Linked DNA regions of Mus musculus: region 2 is linked to region 1. Evidence: chromatin contacts called from public Hi-C data. All regions are on one chromosome and are shown on one strand. Each heading gives the region's core, a stretch centred on a gene start, on an enhancer-like site or on the middle of the called end of the contact. The rest is flanking DNA. Distances are from core to core; before and after follow the strand shown. Region 1 overlaps Prickle2 (prickle planar cell polarity protein 2). Region 2 overlaps Prickle2 (prickle planar cell polarity protein 2).

Evidence for each region. A called contact is a pair of places that touch in the nucleus more often than the background predicts.
Region 2: a contact with region 1 is called in a Hi-C map of cortical neurons, with 2.3 times the contacts expected there. The contact joins two enhancer-like sites. A contact is called at or near these places in 1 of 39 promoter capture datasets (hippocampal neurons), 13 of 484 Hi-C or Micro-C datasets (the N1E-115 cell line, beige adipocytes, cerebral cortex and 3 more), 2 of 115 datasets of contacts at active chromatin or transcription factors (embryonic stem cells and neural progenitor cells) and 1 of 9 other capture datasets (embryonic stem cells).

The regions. Positions count from the first base shown.
Region 1 is chr6:92,591,923-92,598,653 of GRCm38.p6, reverse strand. The region is part of intron 2 of Prickle2 (prickle planar cell polarity protein 2); the gene reads left to right. Among named protein-coding and RNA genes, the nearest start is that of Prickle2, 110 kb to the left of the region's middle. Within about 2 kb of position 2,078, at least 15 of the 459 cell types and tissues checked have an H3K27ac peak or open chromatin away from gene starts, as enhancers often do. A contact at or near this core is called in cerebral cortex, cortical neurons, forebrain and 1 more, where this site is marked.
Region 2 is chr6:92,662,766-92,669,924 of GRCm38.p6, reverse strand. All of the region lies in intron 2 of Prickle2 (prickle planar cell polarity protein 2), which reads left to right. Among named protein-coding and RNA genes, the nearest start is that of Prickle2, 40 kb to the left of the region's middle. Within about 2 kb of position 5,119, at least 57 of the 459 cell types and tissues checked have an H3K27ac peak or open chromatin away from gene starts, as enhancers often do. A contact at or near this core is called in cerebral cortex, cortical neurons, forebrain and 1 more, where this site is marked.

The DNA.
Region 1 (6,731 bases), core at 829-3,328:
TTGTCCCTTTAAATAGGTATAGAATCCAAGAAAGAGCATATGTCTCTTAAAGTCTATATATAGTTGTTTCCAATACACAGATGATGTTAGCAACTGTAGCCTCAAAGTTTCCTTTGAGGCAAGTCTCTAGATGATCCTCCCTGGCCACCAGTTTCAGGGGACCCTTATTTGTAAATTGAGTGTGTGTGTGTGTGTGTGTGTGTGTGTGTGTGTGTGTGTGTGTATGTATGTGTGTGTGTGTGTGTGTGTGTGAGAGAGAGAGAGAGAGAGAGAGAGAGAGAGAGAGAGAGAGAGAGAGAGAGAGCTAGCATGCATGCATAGGCATCCTCCACTGATGATCAGCCTGCACTTTGTACTATCTTCTTACAGACATATAATTGCCATGGAAGAAAACTAAATTCTCTCTGACCAGTCCCTAGTGATTCTATCCTCCAAGGATGATTTGTGATCTCCGTTGGATCCTCTAAATCCTGTAATAGGCCTATGGCTCCTTGCAGTGTTTATCTGTTAGTGTGCTACAGTTACTGCCTTGCCAAGGCACTCTTGGTGTGTGATAGCTGCCACAGTATCTACACAGCTCACGTTAGTCTTATTCATCCAGATGTTCTGAATATAAAGGAGGTACAGTCAGTCTCAAAGGGATGAGGAGTGAGATACCCAAGAAAGACAGTTTCTTTCCATACACGGAAATCCTGCAGAGTTGGAAGAATTGACTCTGACTTCTGACATATGTGCCAAAGTAGTAGATTCTTGGTTCTCCATTCCTTAACTGTTCTCCTGGACCTGTTAAGTGTAGTGTTTTCTTGCGCTCCACATGTAGCTGAATAATGAGAGAAGTAATTAAAAGTCATGTTTCTGGGCACCCTTAGAACATCATGGAGGTTCCTGGTGTCTATTCTGTAAGGCAAGCTTATTCGGGGTGATCATGGTTGTGGTCTCTGTAATAACATTCTGCTCCTGCGTATCCCTGCCCAACCAAGGCCTGGAATTTGAAGAATGAATGCAGAGGGGCTCTGGCGTTCTTACAGGACTAAGGCTGTATTTTGAATTCTGATCCAAAACATTTCTTGAGTGTCTTTGATAAGAATACTTTTGTAGCCAGGTGTGATGGCACACACCTTTAATCCTAGCACTTGGAAGGCAGAGGCAGGCACATCTCTGTGAGTTCAAGGCCAACTGGGTCTACAGAATGAGTTCTGGGACAGCCTGAGCAACATGGTAAGACCCCCCCCCCTTTTGAAATAAAACAAAAAAGAATACATTGTTTATATTAAAAAAAAACACTGTTTTTTTTTTTCAATACAAACAGGATGGTATTTAGAAACAATAGTTTCTAAAACCCTCCTGAGCCTTGTAGCTCCATGACCCTGGGAAAGTGGGTGAGCATTGGGATCTGACACAGAATCAGAGCCCCACCTTCCCTCTCCTTATCAATTGTTCAAACTTGAGCACACTGTTTAGAGTTTCTTGTGGACAATACTGCCAGAGTCTCAATGAAAAGAATGTTGTTTCTTTTCTGCTGGTTAAGTTGTATTTTTCTATTTCTTGAATGAGCACATTATGTTTTAATGCGTGATATGAGTTGGCTAAAGAATATTTTACACAAACTTTTTCTTAAGAGAGCAAAATTTTTGCAAATTAGCAACTCACAAAGGAAAAAGCCTTGTAGAAGTAGATTAAGAGGAGATGCAAGCTGGGATTGCCCTTTTATTTATTTATTTTGCACAAGTATCTCACACATCCGGTTGGGGAGAGAATTCTAACATCTAACGACTTTGCCATGTTTGATCATGACCTTCAGTTTCCGGGGTGGTCTTGTTCATCTTCTGAGCATCTGGGGGAGGGCAGACAAGCTGGCTCCCATCTTCACCTCCATCCTCCATTCGGAGAGTGTTCAGCTTGACCACTACAGCTAATACTTAAACCCAGAATTCTTGGAGTGCTGCCCTTCTTACCCAGGAAACAGAACACAAGTCCACATGCACACCTTGGCGCTTTGGTGGCTGGCTTCTAGACACTCAGCCTCTTTGTGTGCTCTTTCCAAGCAGCAGGTTTGGCTTTGCTGAGGTCTGAAATAGACCACACTGTAGGAAGTGCAATAGAGTCACCTCATTAGCACTCTCTGTGAGCGAGCACTCTCTGCCTTGCCTTTTCACTGCACGACATGCCAAGTTTACAGATGCACCTACCACTGGCTACAGCTCAACTCTTTAGCATTGAGTTGAACATAATTAAAATACATGTAAAGTCAGCATAGCCATCTCCTTAAGTATTTAAAAAGAAAAAAAAGTCTCTTATTGAAATTGAATTAATTAGCTGCTCAAATCAGTAACTATTTTAGGAGATGCACAGAGTTTGCTTTTCTGTTTTTTTAAACATAAAACGGGCCTAAGGCTGCTTGCCTGCCTTAGACTAAAATACTGTGGTTTCAGTAAGTGCATATATGTAAGTGCAGTCATGGCCACCACCACCACCATCTCTCCTCCTCCTCCTCCTCCTCCTCCTCCTCCTCCTCTTCTTCCTCCTCCTCCTCCTCCTCTTCCTCCTTCTCCTCCTCCTCCTCCTCCCATCACTCATATTTTGGGGTAGTGGCAAAAGGACTTTCACTCTGTAGTTTAGGCTAGTATTGAACTTGTGGCAATCCTCTCGCCTCAGTCTTCCAAATGCTAGGACCACATCCAGCTTCAGTTTTGTTTTTCTTGTCATTGTCAAAAAACATTTTTCTATGAGTTCGAAGCTAGCCTGCTTTACAGAACAAGTTTCCAGGACAGCCAAGTCTACACTGAGAAACCCTTTCTTAAAACAAAACAAAACACCAAAAAAGCATTTATCTTTATCCTCATATTTTCTTTATTATCATTATCCAGATTTTTTTTTATGTAATGATGATTTCAAGGACATGAGAACAGTTTTCTTTAATAAACTCCAACCCTTTTCCTTTTCCTCCTCCCAACTACCTTTTCATTTTGGTTGCTGTGGGATTTGGCAACCCAGTTTAATTTATGATAAGACGCTCTGGAAAATTGAAATGCGATAACATGAGTTGATTGGGGGGAGAAAATAACTTCATCTTAACTCTTGAAGCAGAAGACATCAGGCTCTCTAATTCCTTCCTTTCGTCCTTGAAAATAGAACATCAGCCACTGAGCACACCTGTGCCGAGTTCTAAAATGAATCTGTGGCAGCCGTTGCCAGAGTAGCAATTAGACAATTAAAGCTAGATTTCCACCCACAGAGGCAGACTGAAGAATACTGGTGGTTTGGCCTTCCACACTTGCAGATGAGGTAACTAACCCATGGGAGGTAGGGTGATGTCATGGAATCGGTGGGCAGGGAATCCAGTGCTGTCCTTCTGACCTGCATGGCCTGAGGGGTGTTATATTCAGCACTCAGCTCAACTCCCCATCTTTTTTGCATGTCTTCTTATGTGTTCAAATGTGTATACATATGCATGCATGTGTGTGGAAACTAAAGGTCAATGTCAGGGGTCACCCTCAATCATTCTCCTAATCATTTTGAGACAGGATCTCTCACTGAACACAAAACTCACCACCAATTCAGCTGGACTAGCTGGCCAGTGATCTCCATGTATCTCTGCCCATCTTTCTCCCACCTTACTCTCTGTATGGTGTTAGATTATCCGACTTCTATATGGGTGCTGGGATATGAATATGGATCCTCATGCTTGTATAGTATGGTGGTTTATATGTGCTTGGCCCAGGGAGTGGCGCTGTTAGAAGGTGTGGCCCTGTTGGAGTAAGCGTGGCTTTTTTGAGTAGGTGTGTCACTGTGGCTGTGGGCTTCAGACCCTCATCCTAGCTACCTGGAGGCCAATATTCTGCTAGCAGCTTCCAGATAAAGATGTATAGCTCTTAGCTCCTTCTGTACCATGCCTGCCTGGATGCTGCCATGCAACCATTACCTTGATGATAATGACTGAACCTCTGAACCTATAAGCCAGCCCCAACTAAATGTTGTCCTTATAAGAGTTGTGTCGGTCATGGTGTCTGTTTATAGTGGTAAACCCTAACTAAGACCTATAGGAAGTATTTTACCAACCGGTCCATCTCTGCAGCCCTTTCTCCCCTACTCTGCTTTTACTGGGTACTTCTTCTCTAAGAGCAAGGTCTATTACACTTGCCCCTCCTCCTTACAGGGCAGTTGGCACCCTACTTCCTACCTTCAAACCTTCTCCTCTGTTGCCTCCTTTTGAGATCTTAGTAGAGCGCAGAGTCTTTTCACCTGCCCATTCTCTCACTGCAAATGTAACACCCATGATGAGAGTCCTTCTTGTATGTCTTGAACTCATTTTGTATGCCCAGCTCCCAGAAGGGAGCCTGGTCATAACGTGCTCAATAAACATAGTTACATAAATATGTTAAAAATGTCCTGGATCCATAAAGCAAAAAACACAAACTGAATGCCCAGTGGATAAATTTAGCTTGTTAACTTGCCTCCTCTTTGTTTGAATTGCACAAAAGCATTGCAGGATAAAGATCGTGAGTTAGCAGTCAGCCTGTGAGTCTAGAGTGCATCATACAAAAGACTGTGCTTCTGGCTTCTTGTTGTTCAGTCAAAACCTCTCCACACTGGACCAGAATGAGGAGAGGTGACTAGAACATTCTTAAGTAGAAAGAATGCGATTTCTTGATCTCATCAACCAACGCTTTCAAATAAATCAGTGCTCCCTACAGTGTGACACCCACTTCCTACCCTGATGGTTTACAGAGGCTTGGTCTTCTATGACAGCAAATCCTGGGTCAGGCTTTCAGCTTTGTCACAGTTCCTTACCCCACAGTGTGCACCATCTCACGGTGGCTCCATCTGCTCTTTTATAGCCAAGGATCCATAGGGCCTCCTTGTAAGAATGTGAGGCTCAAATGAGAGTCGTTGTACAAAGCAACAAGCCAAGCAGAGGTTATGTGCTGATGTAGTTGCAGTTATCAGAACCAGTGCTGCCTCCATGAGATGGAAGCAACACTAGGTCTCTATATGGATACTATACTCTTCCCTCCTCTACGGGGATATCATCCCTCATGTGAATCCACAGAACCAGCATCAGTACCTGTTTCCACATCCACCCATTAAAGAGTGACAATGTTGACGAGCCAGCTGCAAAGCAGGTGATAAGCTGGGCCTGGAACACACCTTATCCTCTTTTAGTTGCCAGGATCTCTTTATTGTCATTGTGACAAAAATTCTCTTGGGTTGGAGGTCTAACTGGGCTCATGGTTTGAGGGGTCACAGTCGTTCGGCTTCATTACTTTTGGGCTCATAGCAAGGCAGATATATAGCTTGAGGATAGCTTCTCAGATCAAGGCAACCAGAAAAGGGGGTGGGGCAGAAGCCAACCACTCACAAGAGAGACTGTAAAAGGCACACCCACAGCTTCCCTACTTCCTCTGATGGGTTCCCATCTCCTTCTTTCTCCTACCTTCCAAAAATGCCATCAAGTTATGGGTCTATCAGTGTATCAGCCCATTAGTTTAAAGCAGTGGTTCTCATCCTCGGGTCATGACCCCTTAGGCAAATCTCTGTTTCCAAGAGAATTTACATGACAACTCATAAAAGTAGCAAAATTACAGTTATGAAGTAGCAGCAAAATAATGTTGTGGCTGGGGGTCCCCACAACATGAGGAACTGTATTAAAGGGTCCCAGCATTAGGAAGGTTGAGAACCACCACTCTAAAGTTTGCTGCTCATACAACACAATCCATTTCCTCAGCCCCAGGTCTGAGCATTGCATTCAGGGCCCAGCCTTCAACCAATGACTCCAGGGGCTCTTTTTATATTCAAAAGTAACAATCTGAGTTGACAGTAATACCACTATGCTCACTTTATAGATGAAAACACTAGAGATTCAGAAAGGGTAATTTGTCTTAATCTATGCAGCTGGCAGCTGAAGAAACAAACTCGGGTATTAAATTTTAGAGTTTTCCTGTTCATCTGTGTTCTCAACATGTGGAGCATTTATGTTAGTCGTTTGTGAAGGATTTCATATGATATTGAGAATGTTTTAGGTGGAGAGGAAGATGGTTTTAGCTGTTATAAAATTCTGCAAAAAAATTAAAGTACACAATAAACACATTAATATATTTTAGATCTTTGGCAAACTGGAAAGGAAAGTCCAAGCTAGTGCTAACAGGTTATTTATTTATTGATGTATTTATTTATTTGCTTATTTATGTGTGTCTATGATATGGGTGTGTGTGTGTGTGCACAGAGTGCATATGTGTGTGCATGTGAAGTACAGAACTTGACATTTGGTGATTTCTTCATCATGTCTCATCTGACTTTTTTTGAGACAGTGTCTCGCTGACCCTGAAGCTTGACACTTTGGTTGACATGGCTGACAGTGAGTCTTCAGGGTGTATCTATACCCATTCCAACCCCACCCTTACTCCCAGCACCAGGGTTATAAATGTGCGCTGCTGAGTCTAGCTTTTACATAGGTGATCAAAACGAAAGTCTGCCTGCTCACACAGCAAGCACTAAACCACTGAATTGTCTTCCCAACCCCTAACAGGTCTCTTAAAGGAAAGAATGCCAACGTGGTAATGTTTAAGGTGGTATCAAGTAAAACTGAATAACATTTAAATGCATTAATTTTCTACTTAAAATTAGTAGAAGCGATTTTCACGTTTAGTCACTCTAGAAAACTTGTTCAGGTGGAATATTATCATAAAACAAGAAGCGAGTTAAACCTATGATCAATTTGTGATCTTCAAGGT
Region 2 (7,159 bases), core at 3,870-6,369, 68 kb before region 1:
TGAGAGAGGAATCTCAAAAGAAGTTGAAGCATTCTCATTTCCAAAATGTTTGGAAAATGCATTGGGTATGCACTGCCTGAGTGCAACCAGCTGAGGGCAGGTTTTGTATTCAGCTCTCCTCTGGGTTACCAGATAGCCAGGTTCCTTCTCCCTCATCTCTGTGTGCTAGAGAATGAGGAAGATTTTCTCTACTCAGCAGCCTCTTGCCAACATGGTGGTACCCTGTTGCCTCCGGAACTCCCTTATAAAAATAATGAGCAACTATTGTTGAGCTGGACTTAATCTTCTGTCATTGTTTGTTTGGGTTTATATTTGCAAACAAGGTCCTCTGGGACCTGGCAATCAGTCAAGACCATCATGCTGGTAGTTAGAGATTTGTACTGAAAATTGGGCCTCTCCTTCCTAGTGTTGTGTTTTGTTTTGTTGTTTTCAATTTGATTGACATCTGTGTGTTTGATGGGAGTGTGCTGATAAAAAATTAAGTAAGATGACCTGTGGTAAAGCAACATAACATGATAAATGTCAGCTGCTGGATCCCGTTAAACGTTTGTGAAGTTGATTTGGGGGAAGGCAGTGGGGTCTGACTGGGAGAACCATTCTTGATGTGGCTGTGATAAGAGGTCTCCCTCAGCTTGTCTCCAGGAGGCCTGTGGCTCGTGGTCAGAGGAATTGTTTTAGTTTCTGCTCTCAGTGAAGACAGTTAGCTGGAAAGTAATTCTTCCTCCAAAAGCTGTCCACAAGAGTGTGACACAGGGCAGCTTGCCTGGCTAACAGGCAATAGCCACTCTGAAGCCCACTTCAGCTCCCACCTCCACACTTGGCTGCACACAGCCTCCTTGCTGGCACCATAGACTTGGAATTTCTTTAAGTTTGGCCTTGAGAAAAATGTCCCTCTCTTAAGTCATTAACATTTAAATAACAGCCACCTCTGCACCTTTACAGTGTAATTGTGCTCATTAATTTTTTCAGCGTGTATCTGCCCTTGGTAGTTTGAGAAATTCCTCCATGGAAGACTTTCTGCCCTCACATACCCTGTTGGTCAATGCTTGAAAAACAAGATTTTTACTCAAAATGTTACTTTAACATAAACAAGGGTCCTTTCTTTGCCATAAAGTATCTTAGACTAAGGATAGCATGTGGCATACCTCTTGGATCCAGTTGGTAAAAGTGATTTACAGGCGAGGAAGGTGTACGTGTGCCTAGTCTTTTGACATTGTGGCATGACAGTCTTCAAAGTTCGTGCAGGAGAACTGCATAATTAAGATGCAAAATAAAATCATAAAAATCATTAAAAAATTAACCATAATGTTAATTTTACAATATTGCGTTGGGCCATATGGTTAGCTAGCCTGCAGCACATCTAGCGCTGAAGCTGTAGTGGGACATGCTTGAAAGTATCCGGGAGCACCTGTACAGGTTAAATGCAAATGCTATGCTAATTTACAGAAAGGACTGCCATCTCCTCAGAATTTTCAATCCACATGGTCTTTGAAACAGCAGCCTGTGAATATCAACCATAGACTGTGGTAGTCATCATTATTTAGTCTCTATAGTAACCTTGTGAACTACGTATCTCAAGCATAGAACTCTCAGACACGGAAAGCTAACTGCATATGGAGGCTTAAGCATACATCCTAACACTGGCTAAAAGCTGTTATTAGATGCTATGACTGGTACTTAATTTCTTGAGCTTGAGTCCATGTCAACAAAGAGGCCTTACCCAACTTTCCTGTAATAGAAGATGTTTTTCTAACAGTTGATTGTTTCCTTTCTGCTATTTCCCTTAGCCTGACCAAATAACAGTTAAGTAAGAAAAGATGGTATGTGTTAAATGAATGTTAACTGATTTCCTTTCAAAAGTTTCCTATATCCATATTCAGATGTATCCTCTGATTTAGGGCTATTCATGACCAGAGTCCTGATAGACACATTTTTATCTACATATTTTGTTTCTAACCCTTTCATTTATCCTTGGGAATCTGAGTCCCACAGCAGGGATATAAAGGTTCTCTTTAAAACTACATAACAATAGGAAAGAAAACAAGACATCTTTCAGGGCAATGCATAAATGTATTATATCTCACATTTTCTCACACATGGAACTAATTGTGACATCCTGGAGCTGTTCCTGCATACAGATTCCAGGACTGTGCTGTAGAGATTATTGGAATCCCACCTCTGCTGATGCCCAGTTGGAGAGCCTGCAGTAACAGCCCAGAGCTATGCAAGAATAATAAAGCAAACGGGGCCATTCTTTTGAAAGCTGACCCGTATGTTTAATACATTTCGGTACAGGAATGAAGTCAGGCTTGATTATAAGCCATTTAATAACTTCAGTTAGACTGTGCTCTTCATTTTTAGAGAGTAGGGTTTTTTGTTGTTTTGGGGTTTTTTTTAACTTTTTTTTTTTCTTTTTGAGCTGTGTTCTCTCTCTGGAAGCTAGATTTCTTCTGCCTCTGTTTACCCGTCCTGTCCTAACATAATTTGAGGATACTTTTGAATCTTGCATTCACTCTCTCAGATCTTAGGCTATGACTTCATGAACATGGCCTCTCTAGACTAAGAGCAGCATCAATCATAATAGTAGGGATAATAGGATAGTAAGCTTCCCGTTCTCTTAAAAAACCCCTTTAAATTGAAATCTCATTTTGATTGTTAGTTCTCAATAAATGGATCCCATTGGAACTCATATATTTTTCTAACCTATAGAATATCAGTGTTTATGACTGAGGATCCATAATTAAGTACTGTTAGTTCACCTTCTCTTTGTTACACACCATTAGACAGGAGTGCCCCTTGAATATATTTATCACTGTGGTTATGTGTTCTATTTGCGTGTCTTAGAAAAATGTTTTGCCTACTACTATTCTCTAAGAGTGTTTTGTTGTTGTTGTTTGTGGGTGTTGTTTTATAATTACTATTTCATGGAGGATGAAGGCCCGGGAGGTGAAAGGGCTTGCCTAACAGAGCCGTGATATAACAGAGCCAGGTGAAACTTGAGCCCCTGTCTCTGCCTCACGAGGCATCCCCATTCCTCAAGCAAAGCTCGTAGAATATTCAGCTTCCTACCTTCATGTAAAATCCTTTTAGACTGGACTCCAAGCCACAGGTCAGCACAGGCTAATATGACTATCTTCCAGAGCTAACTGATATCGATATGAGTTCCAGTCTCTACAACCCCCTAAGGTAAGTGGGAATCCCATTTTATAGATGAGAAAACAGGCTCATAAAGTTGTGCCTTGCACAAGTTTTAAAATTATTAATTTGTTAGCCAGGCATGGTGCCACACATGGGAGGCAGAGGCAGGCAGATCTCTTGAGTTCAAAGCCAGCCTGGTCTACAGAGAAAGAGAGAGTCCCAGGATAGACAGGACTACACAGAGAAACCCTGTCCTGAAACCCTCATCCCCAAGTAAAAGAAAGTTATTAAGCTGTAGAGGTAAGGTTTATTTCACCAGCTTAGGCTCCTCCCAGCAGAAGTTGGAACTGATATGTTGGCAGCTCCAAGTTTCAGTGCAACTGTAGGCTATCCGTGCTATTCACAAATGTGGGAATATCCGTAGAACATCTGTAATAATCGCCAGTGAAAATGACAATATTACAGAAAATCAGTTAGAAGAAATAAACAGCGTGGCAAGGGAAGATGGCTGAGCAGGAAAGGTGCTTGCTATACAAGCTTGGAAACCTGAGTTGGGCCACTGGAATCCATGTAGGCACAGGCAAGAACTTACTCTACAGACCTGTCCTCTGATCGCCACACAATGCTGTGCTGTGTGTGCCCCATCTTCCATACACAACAAGCCAGAGTCATGAATTTTCTCCCTGCCTGTCAGGCCTTCCCCAGACTTCCCTCCAGGGACAGGGGATGTGTATCGTGAGTCTACTCTGATCACTTGAGCTTCCTTTTGCCGATTCCTCCAGGTCACCACCTGGTATTGAGTAACAGCTTGCTGTGTGCATGAGCCTTAGGGATGGTTCCACAGTTGCCCTGCCTTTGTTCATGAGAGCCTTTCCCTGGCCTTAAGGCTGAGTCATTAGGGGTGTGAGTAGTTTTGTTCTTAACAACATCCTCTGGTCTGGGATGCTCCCCAAACATTTCTTCCTTTGATTGCAAACACTGGGGGGTTCTTTTTTCTCTTTGGAGGGCAGAGGGCAGAGTTGAATAGGCCAGCATCCTCTCCTGGCAACAGTCCTAGAATTAATTCCTGGACCTGAAAAATCCAAACACCCAAACTTCCTGCAGTAATGAAAACCCACAGCAGAGGGCAGTCTCCTACATATGGCGAGGTGTCCTTGGCCCTGAGCTTATTTAATTGAAAAACCTACAGAAAAGTAATTAGCCTGGCTTCATAAGAGAGGCAAATCCCTTGCTGCCCCCCTCAGCCCACCTTTTGTTTAAAGAAGGCCATTTGTTCTTGAAGTGAAGAGTCCCCCGCGCCCTCCTTCCCTTCTTGTCCCCTGCTACAACTGTTAGGTCTAGTTTCTCTAGCTCAAAGATAGAAAGGGGTTAATTTTAGAGAAGCAACCCCTATTTGCTTTGTTCCATATGCAGAATAGGAAGGACACTGTCGCATGGTCTGTCAGATTTTCTCGGTCCCCTCTTGAGGAGGCAAGCCTGGAAGGAGGGTATGAATCCCAAACGTGTGTTTCACTCTCTCCTGCCAGGCATTCTCCCAAGGCCGTTTCATGCACTCTTTAAATAAGCCCAGATCCCCCATTAAGTGGATTTGCTTACTATTGCCAGTTCACACATGGGGAGATGGAAACCCTGAAACTGACAGGTTTGCTATGTGGTTCTCTGGGCTTTAAGTTGGTCATGTGTTTTAAAACAGGGAGTATCAGGTAAATTGCTCTTGAAACCCCTATTTCCTCTCCATTGGAGACAGAAGCTTGGAGGACAGATTTCCTAGGAAAATGGGTATGTCTGGGGGGTGGAGGTGCTGTTGTTGACAAAGAGCTTTGTTACTCTTTTCTAGTGTCCCGCCCCCCACCCCCAGCTGAGCCTATGCCTCCTCAGAAGGTTGAAGCTGGGTCAGCTTATCCATCAGGACTGTGCTGAGCCTGATCCAATTTTAGCAGTAACCTGCTTCTGCTCCCTAGGAATGTTGCAATAGGAGCTACGGTCCTGGTTCTGCAAGCCTGGCCAGCTCCCATGCGCTTCTGCTCATTCCCAGAATACAAAACACAAACTCAGGAGTGGTCCACCTTGGTTTTTTTGGAGTGTGTCTCTTGGGAACCTGGGGCTTACCAATAAGGCCAGGCTGCCTGGCAGTGAGCCCCAAGGATCTGCCTGTCTTTGTCTCTGGAGTCACAAGTACATGTTACATGCTCAGCTTTTGTATTTTATTTCATGGGCTTGGGGGATCAAACTCTTGTCTTCACGCTTACACAGCAGCCTTTGTTAGCATTCTGTCTAAACTCCACCCCACAGTTACCTGGCAACCGCCAGGTATGCCAACCTTGGTGGGCATTTTTACCAAACGGGAGTCTTATTCTCTGAGGCATCAGTCAGCCAACAGATTTGTTCTGAGCATTTCTAGCCAGTGTTGGATCACAGGTCTCTAAACCCAGTACCAGGTCCCAGGAGCTACTTGATAGAAGTTGGACAGATGCTGGAGTGAAAAGCCACAGTCTAAATGCCTCTGAAGTAAATACAGGCACAGCTTGGTCCCTCTCCTGGTTAGCCTCTGAAGTCACCTGAGAGGAAAGCTGCAGTGGAGGGACTGCCTAGATCAGGCTGACCCATAGACTGTCTGTAAAGATTGTCTTGATTGACTGGCGTAGGAAGGGCCAGACCACTGTGGGCGGAACCATCCCTAGACAGGTGGTTCAGGCTGTACAGGAAAGAGAGCTAAGTACAAAGGAGCCAATCAGCAAGGAGTGTCTGTCCCTCTGTGGTGTCTGTCTCAAGCTGCTGCTTGAGTTTCTGTGCTGGCTTCTCTTAATGATGGGCTGGGACCTGTAAGCGTGAGTCAGATGCATCTTTCCTTGCCCTAAGTTGCTTTTCATCAGAATGTTTTTTTGTCACAGCAACAGAAAAAAAAAAAAAAAAAGTAGAACAGTCACCTTGCAGCTAGTTCACAGAGGTTATAAATGGCAGTGGGTGCAGAGTTAATGGGTTTTCTGGGGTTTACAAACCATGTGACCAGAAGGCGAGAGAGAGAGAGAGAGAGAGAGAGAGAGAGAGAGAGAGAGAGCGCTAGCTAGCTAGCTGATGGTAGGAGTGAGAATTTTTTTTTCTGCTGGTTGCTATATTAAGCTGTACCATATGAAATCGCTGTTTGCTAGGGAAGATCTGGGCTGGGAAACATAAATTTGGGAAGCACAGGCATATTGATGGTATTTAAATCTGTGAATGAGATCACTTAAGGAGAAAATGGAGGTAGGGCTGGGACTGAGAGCCTGCTGCTACAGCCTGAGGCTCTGCAGCCTTCAGAGGATTCACAGAAGAACCACCCCCCCACCCCCCACCCCCCATGAATTATAAACGAGAGAAACATGTCCGAGGAAAACATCCACCCTAGTTGTGAGCTCGATTTTAATAGGTGTGCATGTACTTGCACAAGCTAGAAGTCCTGCTCTCTGATTGCTTTCCCACGTAACCCTCCTCGCTGCTGGTTAGCCTCATCTAGGGATGCAGATACAGATGAAGGAGTACCAGGGGCTGCTGATCTGATGACTCATTGTCTGTTAATGGTTTCTCCCCTTGGCTTCCCTCTCTTCCTCCTAGCACATACCTGCTCTTAGTGAAATTGTCACATCCTATCTAGAAAAATCTGCCTGAGTAAAGGTCTCCAGAATTTTTAAATCCACTGAGCCGTTCATGATGGATTGTTTTGTGTGTCAACTTGGCTGTGCCACAAGGTGCACCCTCAGATAGTTAGTCGATCTTACAGTATTCTAGGTTTTTCTGTGATGGTATTCTTGGATGAGATGAACATTTAAGTCATTTGGGCTTCAGTAAAGCAGATTGTTCTTCAAAATAGAGGTGAGTTTTACCCGGCAAGCTGGACTGACCCTCCCTACAGTGTGAGGGAGTTAACCAGCCTCCCCACCTCATGCTCAGCACTGGCTCTTTTGGCCTGGTAGCCTTTCAATGGGGACAGTGCATCTACTGGGGTCTTTTGCACACTAGCACACACTGTAAGGTTTGGCTTTCT